Regions from separate parts of the Mus musculus genome. Here region 1 is linked to region 2. Evidence: chromatin contacts called from public promoter capture Hi-C data. All regions are on one chromosome and are shown on one strand. Each heading gives the region's core, a stretch centred on a gene start, on an enhancer-like site or on the middle of the called end of the contact. The rest is flanking DNA. Distances are from core to core; before and after follow the strand shown.

What was found. Capture Hi-C pulls out chosen DNA fragments and counts their contacts.
Region 1: a contact with region 2 is called in a promoter capture Hi-C map of liver. The contact joins the promoter of Stk19 here to the promoter of Agpat1 in region 2. A contact is called at or near these places in 12 of 39 promoter capture datasets (the 3T3-L1 cell line, the C10 cell line, the HPC-7 cell line and 8 more), 1 of 15 datasets of contacts at CTCF or cohesin (the NIH/3T3 cell line), 10 of 484 Hi-C or Micro-C datasets (B cells, CD4 T cells, bone marrow-derived macrophages and 6 more), 21 of 115 datasets of contacts at active chromatin or transcription factors (the NIH/3T3 cell line, T-cell acute lymphoblastic leukemia, astrocytes and 12 more) and 5 of 9 other capture datasets (adipose tissue, embryonic stem cells, liver and 2 more).

Annotation. Positions count from the first base shown.
Region 1 is chr17:34,830,921-34,838,405 of GRCm38.p6, forward strand. Stk19 (serine/threonine kinase 19) reads right to left here and starts at 5,983. Exons shown (of 7, transcript NM_019442.3): 1 at 5,857-5,983; 2 at 5,510-5,646; 3 at 1,526-1,621; 4 at 1,093-1,232. The coding sequence starts at 5,956. It overlaps Dxo (decapping exoribonuclease), which reads left to right and starts at 6,099. Exons shown (of 7, transcript NM_001163770.1): 1 at 6,099-6,296; 2 at 6,473-6,834; 3 at 6,981-7,216; 4 at 7,306-7,485. The coding sequence starts at 6,479.
Region 2 is chr17:34,604,458-34,611,110 of GRCm38.p6, forward strand. It overlaps Agpat1 (1-acylglycerol-3-phosphate O-acyltransferase 1 (lysophosphatidic acid acyltransferase, alpha)), which reads left to right and starts at 1,404. Exons shown (of 7, transcript NM_001163379.1): 1 at 1,404-1,714; 2 at 5,988-6,187; 3 at 6,415-6,548. The coding sequence starts at 5,997.

The DNA.
Region 1 (7,485 bases), core at 4,733-7,232, 230 kb after region 2:
ATAGTTGGGCCCTGAAATAGCCTGTTCTGAGAACTGGCTGACCACAGAACAGATAATTACATAAGCAGGTTCAGTGACCTTGTTCCAGGACAAGTTAGATTAAAATCTTGAGAACAATCTTGAGAAGCAGGGAGTTTCCCCTTGTGATTTTTAGTTCCCCCTTGTGATTCTTCACTGGTATTTTCCAATAACACCCTCCCTACCCACTTGGGTTATAGTTTTTCCTTTAAATACCCCCTTTCCCAGCTGCTCGAGGTTGAACTCCTCTACCCCTGCGTGGGATACGAGTTGGCCCCAGCGTGCTGGTTCCTGTCAATAAACCTTGTGCAATTGCAGCAAGGATGGTCTCTCGTGAGTTCTTGGGGGGGGGGGGTCGCGTCATCCCTACAATTGAGTGAGGGTCTCCCATCTTCAGGGATCTTTCACATTGACCTATTTTTTTTTCCTTTTATTTTTTGAGACAGGGTTTCTCTGTATAGCCCTGGCTGTCCTGGACCTTGCTCTGTAGGCCAGGCTGACCTCAAACTCTGAGATCCACCTGACTCTTCCTCCCGAGTGCTGCGATTAAAGGTGTGCAACATCACACTTAGCTGGACCTTATTTTTTGTGATAGCGACTCTCACTGAACCTGGAGCTCATTGGCTTGGGTGCACTTTGCTAGCCTCTCTCCTGACTTCCAGCACAGGGGTCCCAGGCACCTCACTGTGCTCAGCTTATGGGGGTGCCGGAACTGCAGCTCGCTCAGGCCCCCATGCTCACACAGCATGGACTTTTCCAAGCAAGCCAGCTCCCCAGGCCTCTTGGTGGAGACTGCTTGGTCATAAAACAGTGTCCTTGGGAAGCCCTCCCTGAGCAAAGGCTCTGAAATGTGCCTGAGGAGTAAGCGTCATCTCTGGGCTCACCATGACCTATGAACTCTCCCCACTCTGTCCCTGCTACTTCCCAGGGGAGATCAGTGAGTTCCCATACCAGCAAGTTAGAAAGCAGGAGGCCTGACACAGGTGTGGTACCCTAAAATCCTTCTGTACTGAGACCTTGCCTAGTACTTTACAGGGGACCCTGTGAACTTTTACTGACCCCACCACATCTCACGTGATCTCCGGGTCCCTGAAGCCATAAGTCTGTGTCATCTGATCCTGCTGGAAACTGAGGTCCCCACAGGCTGGGAGCACTGAGGCCAGGAACTTCTGCACCGCCCCAGCACATGGTCGGCCATCACAGGCCTTGAGGACCTAGAACCAGAGTTGATGTCGGTAACCAGCATGAGCCCATCCCCCACCATGGCTCTCTATCTCTGACCCCACCCCCAATCCTGGGTCCTTCTACTGCCCTTTTTCCCTGCTTCCTTCTTCCCTCTCCCACTCTTCCTTCCTTCCTCCCCATCTTACTAATTACCAGAACTCTGTGCCCTCTATGGGTTATGTGGGTTAGACATAATGTCAGTTATTTCTATGCCCAGCTTCCCTCCTGAGACCACCACACTGGTGTACTCCCCACCCCCACCCCTCCCTCCTCTCTCACAGACCCGGGTCCTGTAGTCTTCCGTGAAGACAATCCCATGAGCATCCAAGTCAAAGCCTAGCTGGATAATTCGGATCTCTCCCAGCTCTTGAAGCTCCTTCTGTCTCCACAGAGATGAGAGGGGAAAGAGAAAGACAGGGTAAGACAAGCAGCCATGTTCTGAGCTCTGGGGCAGAGAGTCTGATTTCGGGGAGGGGGGATGGGGAGGGAGGATTAGGACATTTACCACGAAGACACTCAGGTGACCATCAAGCAGCTGCTTCCAACCAGTCACCTACTCACCTTATGAGCTGCTAATAATCAATATACATATTTTCTAACATCAGACTTATCAGTCACTACAATTAAACAGTGATGCAGGTCGTGCCTTTAATCACTGCACTTGTGAGGCAGAAGTAGCCTGGTGTGGTCTACTGTCTAGCCAGAGCTACACATCGAGAGCTTGTTTCAAAAGGACAAGACAAATAGTGATAAAGACAGATCCTACCCCCGAAGACTCATCAGTCTAGATGTTGGGTGGAGGTGTGTGAGAAGCACTGGATAAAATACTTAAATAAAAATGGAGCTGGCCATGATGGCACATGCCTGTACTCCGTACTGGATAGGGGAAGGCAGAACTTGTGAGTCTGTGGCCAGCCTAGGCTATGAGATCCTGCCTAAATGCCAGGCAAGCAAACAAGAAGTAAACAAAAACAACAAACCCAAATAAACAAACCATCCAGGACTTCTGTGGGCAGCAACACAACAGAAGCCAGAGTGGATAAAGACACCTCACCAATCTTTCGACCTCAGCTCAGGCCCCGGGACAAACACGCGCTGTGGCATGTCTACATGCTCACACACACATAAAACACATATCTGTCTGGAAAAAAAATCTTTTTAAGGGATTAGAGAGATGGCTTAGCAGTTAAGAGACTGGCTGCTCTTCCAGAGGATGCTGGTTCGATTCCTGGCAACAACGTGACAGCTCACAACTGTCTGTAACTCCAGTTTCAGGAGATCTGACCCTGTTCTGACCTCTAGAGGCACAGGGCACGCATGTGGTGTGCGGACACACATGTAAGCAGAACATCCATACACAGAAACAATGGGTCTTTTAAAAGTTTTTAATTGTTTAAGTAGCGGGCATGCTGGCTTCCACCTTTAATTCCAGCACTCAGGAGACAGACAGAGGCAAGCAGATCTCTGAGTTCAAGGGCAGTTTGGTCTACAGAGTGAAATTCCAGGGCAGCCAGAGATACAAAATGAAGAGGCCCTGGTTCAAAACAATAACACTGAAAAGCTCACAGGATCACAAGAACTACCAGACAGATATATTAAAGCAAGCAAAGACTCTGGGAGAAGGGAAACAGGGAGGGGGCATTTGCTGATCTGAGCAAATCTGCCCAGCACATGGCCAAAAATAAAGGGCTCACAGGAAGTAAAGCTCAGAAGACATGCAGCCCGGGCTGCACCTTTAATCCCACCAGGACAGCCACCAGGAGGAAAAAACTCCTCCCCAGGGAAGAGCAGAGGGTGTGGACACATCACAACACTTTGGACTGTTTTATTTAGCTTTTTGAGACAGGGTTCCTCTGTCTCCCACACCAGCCTCTAACTAGTAGGATCCCTCGGCCTCAGCCTTCTGAGTCCCAGAGTTACCTATCTGAGACGCAATGCCTGGCTAATAACAATTTATTTATTAGGCATTTTAGAAACAACGAAGAGGTGTTTTAAGGTTCTTGACATGGGTAAATGATAAATGATGGTAAAGACACTGATTCATAACTGGTCACTCCACGCTGTAAGCTCTCCCACTACACCTTAGCAAGATGTACGACTACATGAAGTTCAAACGACTTAAAATAATGCTGCTAATGCTGACGTGTTAAAAAAAAAAACAAGATGAGAAACTACTGGTAGGAAATTCTAAAAAGACATAGCAGGCTTAGGGCTGGTGGGATGTTTCAGTGGGTCAGGTGGCCTGCTGCTGAGCCCCAGGGCTTGAGTCAGCCCCTGAGATCCACGTGATGGGAGGAGGGAATTCAACCACACAATACCCTCTGACTTCTACACACACATGGTGGCATGTACACATGAACTTGCACATGCACACATATAATTTGGAAATAGAACATTAATAGGTAGCCCAAGCTGGCCTTAAGCTCACAGAGATCTGTCTGCCTTTACCTCTAGAGCAATGGGATTAAAGCCATATGGCAGTACACATGGCCAAAAATAATAATCAAATTTAAAATAATCATAAAAAAGATATAGGCTTAAATATGTCCCAGTCAGTCACCGTGGTGCATAGCTTTAATCTCAGCGCTCAGGAGGCAGAGGTAGGTGGGTCTCTATGAGTTCAAGGGTAGCCTGGTCTACAGACTGAGTTCCAGGTCATCTAGTGCTGCATAATAAGACCCATAAAAAGAAAAAAAAAAAAAAAAGTCCCAGTAGAGAATTTAAAACTGAGAAATGAAGACAATAAACTAAGACTTCAATGAGTGTGAAATACTTTAGTACAGCTGAATAAAAGACTATCGATCTGGGGTGGGAGCAATGCTCGGTGGCAGAGTAATTCCTGCTCTTGCAGAGCTCCCACATTCAGTTCCTAGCTCCCACATCTGGTGGCTCACAACCACCTGTAACTTGTACCTCCCCAGCTCCAGGGATCAAGTGCCATCTTCTGGCATCTGAGAGTGCAAACCCACATGTACACACACCCATGCTCACAAGCACATAGCCACAAGCAAATGAAATTAAGCTTTCTGAACAGATTATTAATCTAAGATGAAACTAAACAGTACAATTATAAAAGAAAGCCCAAAACTATTGAACATGGAAGTGTCTGAAGGGGTTCAAAGAGAAGATGTCTATGTAATTTCAGTGCCAGAAGAAAGCAATGAGAGAGGACAAGAGAAATTTCTTAGAGCTGGTGACAGGGCTGAGGAGGTGACTCTGCTGTCAAGTCTGCTGACCCAAGTTCAATCCTCCCCTCTCCAAAGAAAGAAGAGACTCCCTCTAGTTAACCTTCTGACTACTGTAAACCCCAGCATTAGGGAGATGAAAGCAGGAGAATATCAAGTTTAAGGCAGTCTGGGCTACAAATTAAGACCTTGTCTTAAAACAAAACTTGTGCAACTCTGAAAGCTTTTTGTTTAAAGAAAAAAAAAAAAACAGTTATAGAAAAGGAAGCACAGGGGCCATGGCCTGAGGAGGAGGTCAGAAGTCACCTGCAGGAATCAAGGTCAGAAACTCTGTAACAATATAAGGACAAAGCTAAGCAAGAAGGATCTGTGACAGCCTCTAAGGAGGAACTGCCCTAGTTAAAAGGAGCCCAGAGAGGTATGTAGCAGCAGAGAGCCGTTCACAGTGTTCTGACCTTCAACTCAGGCAGAGGTCTGAGAGTTCCTATAAAACAGAGACTGAAATCTGCCCACTGTGGATTTTTTTTGTGTGAAGAGACATGGCCCTGGCTTTCAATCGCCTTCTAAACTTGGCCACGAGGTTACATCACTCCTCTAGTCTCCCTAAGTATCTCATTTAGCCCCTATGCCTTGTGCACCACAGCCTAGAATGATCTGCAGCGTCATAGCCCACTGTCTCATACATCTATAATCTGCAACTCAGTGTACGCACATCAGGCAAGCAGCTACTCGGTGCCTCCCTCCTCTAGTCAATCCCCTAATCACTAACTGATCACTTGGGAAATCTGGGAATTAACACTAGACTCATCTCTCTCCTTCAGTCAATCTCTCTCACCGGTGACCTTCAGTACACCTTTGTCCGCGCTCACTAACCTTCTCTAACAGCCATCACCTGTCAGATGTGACATCTGCCTGCAGTTCCAAACCCCTGGGATTTGCTCTGCATTTGCCTTGGCCTAACGCCTGCTGACGGACGACTGAGTGTCTGAGCGACAGGGACTTGGCGAGTGCCCTCGAGGCTGCGGGTCGGAGGGCCGGGGCTGGTGGGGGGGGGACACGCCAAAGGTCTCCAAGGTGCTCACCAGTTGTAGGTCGGCCACCGTCCGGTCTGGCACCAGACTGTACACTTGGCTCCTCAGCGCGATGGGCGGCAGCGCATCCTCGAACAGCCCCCGGGGAAACAGCTTCACGAGCTCCTCGATGGCCTCGCGCGCCGAGCCTGTGGTGGAGCAAGCGCGTGGTCAGGTCCGGGTGGAGAGCGAGGGTGGAGACAGCGCGGAGGTTCGGACGCCCCAGCCCTCAGAGTCGCTGCCCAGCGCCTGGGTTGCCATGGTTACTACCCTAGGTCCTCCTCCTCCTCCTCCTCCTCCCCCCCCTCCTCCAAGGGTGGATACCCTCGGGCTTTCCGCGCCCAGGTTGCCATGGTTACCTGCTCTTGTTCTTAAAGGATCCGCTCTCACGGGCCCCGGCGCCCGCCTCCGCTTCACCCCAAAAGCCTCAGACGCCAGGAGCCGTCTCTTGCGATTCATAACCCGGATTTCAGGATTCCGGGAAAGGAGTCCCGAAGACCGCGTCTTCCGGCACAGAATAATGACGACGGGCCCTCTGGCTGGTCGTCTGAGTTTGATGACGAAGGCAGCCTCACTTCCGTCGCCCGCACCGCTGCTGATTGGCTCCCGACCAGAGCGCTCACTGGGGCGCGCCGAGGCGCGAGTGGCCCGCCTGGGTTCCCGCTCCGGTGCAGACGGACCTCGCCCACTCCGACGCTGAGGGCGGATGAGAGCGTCATCAGAAACAGCAACTCCGTGTTTGCATCCTTCTCCGGCTTCTGACGTGCGGCCCTGACGCCGTAGCCTCGAGGAGGTGGAGGTCGGTCAGGGTGGGGAGCTTTGAGGTAACCAAGTCTTAGCTTCAACCCCCAAACTCCTCAAGCTCGCCGCGTTCGTTGGTCCGTGGGTGGGAACGAGGCGCCCGGCTCCTGACACGCAGAGCCCAAACCTGGAAGCTCACTCGCTCCTTATCCACTGGAAACGCTTTCCTCGCAGGACCTCATGGAACCCAGAGGGACTAAGAGAAAAGCGGAGAAGACAGAGGTGGAAAAGCCTTTGCACAAACTCCCCCGGGCAGTCCCTTTACTGCGGACACAGCCCTCTCTGTACTCGGGACCCTTCCCGTTCTACCGGCGTCCATCCGAACTGGGCTGCTTCTCCCTGGACGCACAACGCCAGTACCATGGAGATGCCCGAGCCCTCCGCTACTACAGCCCCCCTCCCATCAACGGCCCAGGCCCGGACTTTGACCTCAGAGATGGATACCCTGACCGATACCAGCCCCGGGACGAGGAAGTCCAAGAGAGGTTGGACCATTTGCTGCGCTGGGTCCTGGAACACCGGAACCAGCTGGAGGGGTGAGCCCGGTGCAACGCAGAAGCTGACCTGGTGACCCGGCTTTCTCTTCTGAAGTTGGGAAAGCCAAATGGTCTTTAGTGGGGACTTTGAGTCAACAGAAGTAAAACTCGAGTCAGACCATAAACCCCGCATTCTTCCCTCCCAGGGGTCCCGGCTGGCTGGCAGGGGCCACGGTGACATGGAGAGGGCACCTGACAAAATTGCTGACCACGCCGTATGAGCGGCAGGAGGGCTGGCAGCTGGCAGCCTCCCGGTTCCAAGGGACACTGTACCTAAGTGAGGTGGAGACCCCGGCTGCTCGGGCCCAGAGGCTTGCACGGCCACCCCTCCTCCGGGAGCTCATGTACATGGGCTACAAATTTGAGCAGTACATGTGCGCAGGTGAGAGTCGTCGCAGCCGTGCGGTCCCTCTCCCCTTCCACAGAGGTCGAGATCCCCTTCCTCTGCTGCTGCCTTCTCTTCTTGTGCAGACAAACCCGGAGGCTCCCCAGACCCCTCTGGGGAAGTTAACACCAACGTGGCCTACTGCTCTGTGCTACGCAGCCGCCTGGGAAACCACCCTCTCCTGTTCTCCGGGGAGGTAGACTGCCTGAACCCCCAGGCTCCTTGCACACAGCCTCCCTCCTGCTACGTGGAGCTCAAGACATCCA
Region 2 (6,653 bases), core at 154-2,653:
CACTCTCTCGGTTGGACGACTTAGCCTCTCTAGGTGATTCTCACAGCAGGACCGAGCCAAAGGCCCACCGTTGTAATGTGACACAGCAGACCACAGTGGACCCCCACTCCGTCCTAAACCTTACAAGCAGAAAAGGACTGGTTCCACCCTCTTGGGAGTGGGCGCCCAAAGGACAGAGGCCGACCCCTAGGTGACCCGCCGTAGAATGGGGTAGATCCGCCCCTTCCTTGTAGTTTGCCCTGCATAGATTTGGATCTTTTTCCTGGCTGGACGGCTGGCAGCTAGGGCCTTTCCAGCACTCAGTGACCCTCACTATGGCCCAAGGCCCAGAATTAGGTAACAGTCCTCGCATTCGCAAGGGCTCTTCACCAAGCCATGTAAATCACCCAGGGCAAAGGTGTCCATGGGCGGGAGACGAGAACACGCTAGCTAAGGATTATTCAATACCTTGATAAAGGACCTGTGTGACTGAGGAATAAAGAAAGGTGAGAAGCTGGGACTCTCTATAGGAGGAGGTACGGAGAAGCGAGGATCTGGAGTATTGAAGAGGTTTAGATGCAGAATAGGCGAATAGGAGGTAGGAACGATGGACTCGTCCAGAGTGTGAAGAGGGAAGTAGGGTTTGGCCAGTTAGATACGCGGCACATCCCACCATTTTATCACCCTTAGGAAGCAGTGTTTTATTGCTCGAATTCCATCGAAAGGACTTAGCTTCTTACAGGTCTCAGCTATAGCCTCAAACTCGGATACTCTTGCCCGAGGCTCTCATGTACTGCTGTTAACAAGCATACACCACCAAAAGCCAGCGGCCAGATCGTGTGTGTGTGTGTGGGGGGGGGGGGAGTGGTTGGCTCAGATTGGGTGAATGAAGAACTAGGAAAGTACTAAGTAGGAAAACAAGGTTGAAAGGGAGAGAAGGTCAGAGGGCTCCTTTATCTTTAAAGACTAAAGGTGGGTGGAGGAGATGGAGACCCGGGACAAAGGGCAAGTGGACAGAAAGCTGGAGAGCTATTCAGGGAAAGCCCGAGGCCTGAGCAGAAAAAGGTGAGCCTACTGCTTGAATTCAGAAGGTACTTCATAAACGTTTGTGATTGAATGGGAGACAGGAAAGGCAGGAGGAAGTGTTTGGGGATCCTAGAGTTACATAGCGCTGGGGTTCAAAGAAAGGCAACGGGTTCAGAGAGCGTGCGAGCGAAGCTAGACGGGGCAGAGGAATAGAGCAGCGAGGGAGCCGGGGTCACCGGTGCTGAAACCGGTGGCCCGAGCGATGAGGCTGACCGAGGCCGCGAGCGCCACTGAGCTCCCTGGGGCGGGGCCAGCGAGAGGCCCGGCAGGCATGGGGAGGAGATGCGGGTCTCTGAAGAGGCGATTGGCGAGGCCCGCTGCCCATCATAGACCCCCACTTCCTGGCCAGCCCCGGAAGTCAGCAGGCGCTGGGAGGGGTGGGGGAGATAGCGGCGGCAGTAGCCCCGACCCTCAGAGAGCCGGCAGGGAGGGAGGGAGGGTGTCGGGGGTACTGCCCCCCACCATTCCTACCGATATGGGCCCAGCTTCCCACTCCCACCACCCCTCCATCGGCCGGGGCTAGGACATCCCCAAATCCTGTCGCCCCCTTGGCACCGACACCGAGACAGAGATACAGCCAGCCGCCACCACCGTTGCCGCAGCCTGGCTGGGGAGGGGGCCCGTCCCCCAGGCTCCCCGCCCCATTGAGGTGTGGGCGGGAAGGGGGTGGGAGGCTGTGGGAGGAGGGGGCCGAGAGGCACGGGGATGGGGAGAGATGGGGCCGGGAGGGCCGGCTGGGGACAGGGTTGCTGGGGAGAGGGGCCTGAGCGGAAGAATGGGAGCGACGAAGGCTGGGAACAGGCTCCGAGGTTGGGGGCCTTGCTCAGAGTGCAGAGGCGGGCGAGAGGAGGGATGGGAACTCGGAATTTGGGACGGGGGTGTGGACAAGGGGACGAGTCTTGAAAAGGGGATTCCCTTCGGGTTTCCCAGCCCTTCTGCTGCTTTTTGGCCCCACATGACTTCTGGGTGGCGGTGAGAAGGCCAGGACTGCTTCCTAGGAATTGCTGTCAGGCACCCGCTAACCTCTCACACGGAAGCAGCACTGATCTGGAAGCGGCCTTCCACCCAGAGCCCCTCACTAGCACACGAGTGGCCTGTGGGAGGTCCGGCGCCTTGGATAGGATGCCCGGCTTCTGTGCAGCCCTGTGCTGTGCTTTCCATGGGCTGTAGAGAATGACGTTTAAAACCCCATCAGAATGGCTATCCGCTTTCACGCCCATTGCCCCAAGTTCAGTTTGTGACACGCTCCAGGGTCAAATCTGTGTGAGGACTTGGTATGTTTCACCTGTTGGGTGTTTCCGTGCGGCCTACCTGCCCTGGGGCTTCCCGTTTGCCTTAGCTTGGTCCCTCAGCCTCACAGGTGTTCAGTTCCAGAGGGTGCAGGGTTCTTCTGCCTGTGGGGTTCAGTGGTTCAGCCCTGTGACCACAGTAACCTGTTTAGTAGGTGTGGCTCTCACCAAAGATCTGCATGGTGTGACGACACATCGATGTGGCACAACGGTGGCATGTACTGGTTGCACCTGCCATTTATTTTGTAAATTCGTTGTCGGTGTGATTGATTGATTGTATGCTCATTAACCCATTTGCCATTCCAATGTGTTTATGGATCTTCAAACATTTCTGTCTAAAGACAATGCCTTCTTCAAACCAAGTGTTACACAAGTATTGTTAATTCTGCAAAGTATTTTTTGTTTTGTCTTGAGACAGAGTCTCAACGTAGTCCTTCCTGGCTAGCCTCAAGCTTGCCTGTCTTTGCCTTCTGAGTGCTGGTATGAAAAGTGTATGCCACCATGTCCAGCTAAGGATTCTTTTTCTTTTCTTCTTTTTTATCCCCCACCCCGGGGGCCTTGGCAGTTTCACATACCTTATGCTGGCCTCAGCTTGACATTTAGCCAAGGCTAGCCTGGTATTCCTTACATGCATGTGACACAACACCCATGTTCCAAAGAACCGTTCTTCCTTGGCTGACCACCTGACCTGTCTCTTCACATCTGTTTCTCTCCGTGGGCTGTATTTATATTCTGAGTCACATCTAATGCAAGTCTGTCCTGTGGCAAGCCTACAGTGCCCGTGTATATGGATGGACCACTCTCTGTGCCCCACTCTTTGCAGGGTTGGCACGTTTGATGACAAGTGTGGTGGCATGTTGGTTCCGTGGTGCATGCTGTGTGAGATGGCATCTTCGCGATGTGGCTTCCGTCACTGTGGCTTCCCTGTGGCCCTGTATATTTACAGTGGGTTGCTCTAAGTCTTCTTGCTGTCGTCAGTATTTGGGGCGGGGGAGGTGACCTTTTCTAGTTACTATACCTAAAGAAGGTAGCCATCGATGACGCTGAGAACACTTGCCCAGCACAGAAAATCTCGGCACTGCAGAAGCAAAATGAGAGGAAGCAGAAACAAGAACCGCGCTGCCTAGTGCTAGCTGAACAACTGTGGTGGTGTCTGTGGCCAAATAATCCCGTCACCAGGGTTTGCTGAGCATCCTCTGTACCTGCTTCTGGTGGGCACTGAAAATAAGGTAGAATCCCTGGCCTGAAGTCTCCTACAGTCTGAAGGAAGCTAGGCAGAAAAAAAACCAGTGAGCATTAACCCAAAGCGTGTTATCACCATCAGTACTTGGCAAGACCATCGAGCCTCATACTTACCTGGAAGGCACATTAACATACATGTTGGCCTGGTGCCAGGGTCACGCTGTGTGGGTGAGGCACACAAGTTTATATTTTTAGGCCTTGACAACCACTGATCATACCAGTGTGGTGGCACACACCTTTGGTCCCAGCACTCGGGAAGGGCAGGCAGGAGCATAGTTAACGACCAGTCTGGGGATATGCAAGGGCAATCGAGAAAATTTGTAATGAAAACGTGGGCCTGTTCAGGTCCCAAAAGGCATTGGGAAAGTGGTGCCGGCCTAGGTGAGGCAAGAGGAGGCAGGGCCTGCCAGCCAGAGAGAACAGCGTAGTCAAAGCGCAGAAGCATGGAGGTCTTGTGGCAAATCTAGGGACGTGAAGTAAATCATTTTGGAGACAGGGTCAAAGAAGTGCAAGTCAACTTTCCAAGAAAGGTCTTTTGGAGAGACAGATGCTCAGACTGAGGTGACAGCATCTCTGGCAGCCATGTGAGGAGGGATGGAAGGCACACTGCCCACAAGCAGCGTACAGCCCAGGGATCAAAGATGCTGGGCAGAGCAGTTAGAAAGCCCACTGTTTGGAGTTCTGGGGGGTAAGGGTGGGGGCAGGCTTTCCTCTGAAAGGAAGGAAGAGCCTTTGGCCTACATGGAGAGACAGGTATAGAACTGCCTTTTTATCACCTGTGAGGCTGCCTCCAGCAGTGGAGCAGAGGGGAGTAAAGAGGAAGGGCCCAGAAGGCAGGTTCTGCACGCTCTCCTGCACCTCTTCCTGCTCGAGCCTCTTCCTGCCCTGGCAGGCATTAAAAGTTCCTTGTACTGTTTCCTTGATATGACCTCTCACACAACCTGCCCGCCCTCACTGCCTCCATGAGGCTAGAAGGGAAGACGGGAAGGTTGGGTTTCTTTGCCTGTCTGTGGAAGCACCTTGGTATGTTGGGGATAGGGGCACAAAGTTCTCCACCTGGGGAGGAGAGAGTTTTCTAGATATGAGCTTACTGTATCTGTCACCAGGTTTGATAGTGTGTGTAACTATATTAGTCTCAGCATGCAGAGACTTTTGTATCTGTGACATGAGCCTCAGGTCTTGCCACTTGAACCACAGCGTTTGTCGGGCACTGTTTCCATGTCTGATTTTGTGTGTGTGTGTGTGTGTGTGTGTGTCCATGCAGTGACAGTATAGTAAGGTTCGGGAGCACAGGATGATGTGTGTTTGTGTGTGTTTGTGTGTGTGAGTATTAGTCTCTACATTTGGAGATTTTTGTATCTGTGACATGAGCCTCAGTTCTTGCCACTTGAACTACAGCGTTTGTTGGGCACTGTTCCCATGTCTGCTGCGTGTGTGTGCTCATGTGTGTGTGTGTGTGTGTGTGTGTGTGTGCTCATGTGTGTGTGTGCTCATGTGTGTGTGTGTGTGTGCTCATGTGTGTGTGTCCGTGCAGTGACAGTGTAGTCGGGTTTGGGAGCACAGGAGGATTAGGTTTGTTCGAGGAGCTGCTGCCTAGGAGCTCAGTAGCCTGAGGTGAAGCTCTTTCCTGGAGCCATTTCTTGTGAAACCAATGGTGCAGGTTGTAAACGACTGTGTGGGCCATACATAGAGTTTAACATGCCACATAGACCAGCGCTGTCCACCAGACACCAAATGGAGCTGCCCTTGGTTAGTTTTCAACTTTTGATAACCACAGAATAAAAGGCAAAAAGAAACAGTGAAGTTCATTTTATTAGTCTCTTTAACCGAAGCCAGTAGAACCAGAAGGAATGGGTAAAAGATTAGGTCAGGTGGTAGAACTCTTACCTCGCATGCGCAGGGCCCCGCACTGGGAGGTGGGGCGAGTGTTATGGGATGGTTTACTGGCCTGTTTTTCACCCAGAGTCCTCACGAGTCTGGTGTGCATTTAACAAACTCAGTCCCTCTCCATTGGAAGTGAGCGGTACATGTATAGACTATCTGTTCAGAGCACGTTGTGGTGCCCCATACCTGTCCCCTCAGCGTGTAGGAGACAGAGGAGTGTCGGTCGCTATGAATTAGAAGCCAGCCTGGGCTACAGAGTTCCAGGTCCACTTGCCTCAAAAACCATAGTGCTTCCCAGCCACCGTGTTAGCCACCAGCATCGCTCGCTGCTGTCCCCCTTCACTTACCTGAGAATGTGTGCATTTGGGGCTCTTGTCTGTCTGCATCTAAGAGTCCTGGGGCGGCTGAGAGGAGCTGTCTGACTGGATTCCTCCCCATTCTGGATCCCTGGAACATCTTTGAGCCTTGCCCACTGTGCCTGGTTAACGTGGTTCCTCCCGTCCACAGGTGACCAGAATGGAGCTGTGGCCCGGGGCCTGGACGGCGCTGCTGCTGCTGCTGCTCCTGCTGCTGTCCACCCTGTGGTTCTGCAGCTCCAGTGCCAAGTATTTCTTTAAGATGGCCTTCTACAACGGCTGGATCCTCTTCCTGGCGATCCTCGCAATCCCCGTGTGTGCTGTGCGAGGGCGCAATGTCGAGAACATGAAGTAAGAGGGGAAGGGGTGAGAAGCGGTGGGTCTTGACAGAGCCCAAGGGGGAGAACGGACTGGAAGTGGAAGATTTGCAGGGGAAAAGAACCCAGACACAAACCCAGAGACAAGGATGGGGGAGAGGATACAGAGGCGGCCAGAATGCAAGGAATAGGTAGCGGGTATGGAGGTTGGCATGTGGACGCCAGAGAATCCCACCGGGCCTCCTTGCTGTGACCCCACAGGATCTTGCGTCTGCTGCTGCTCCACGTCAAATACCTGTATGGGATCCGAGTGGAGGTGCGCGGGGCTCACCACTTCCCTCCCACGCAGCCCTACGTGGTTGTGTCCAACCACCAGAGTTCCCTCGACCTGCTTGGTGAGGCCTCACAGGGCCCAGTCCTCTAGCAGAGCCTTCTGGCCCCTCCCATACCTGCTTTTCCCTCCTCTTGGATGTCATCTGTCCTCAGGCCTCCTTCCCCTG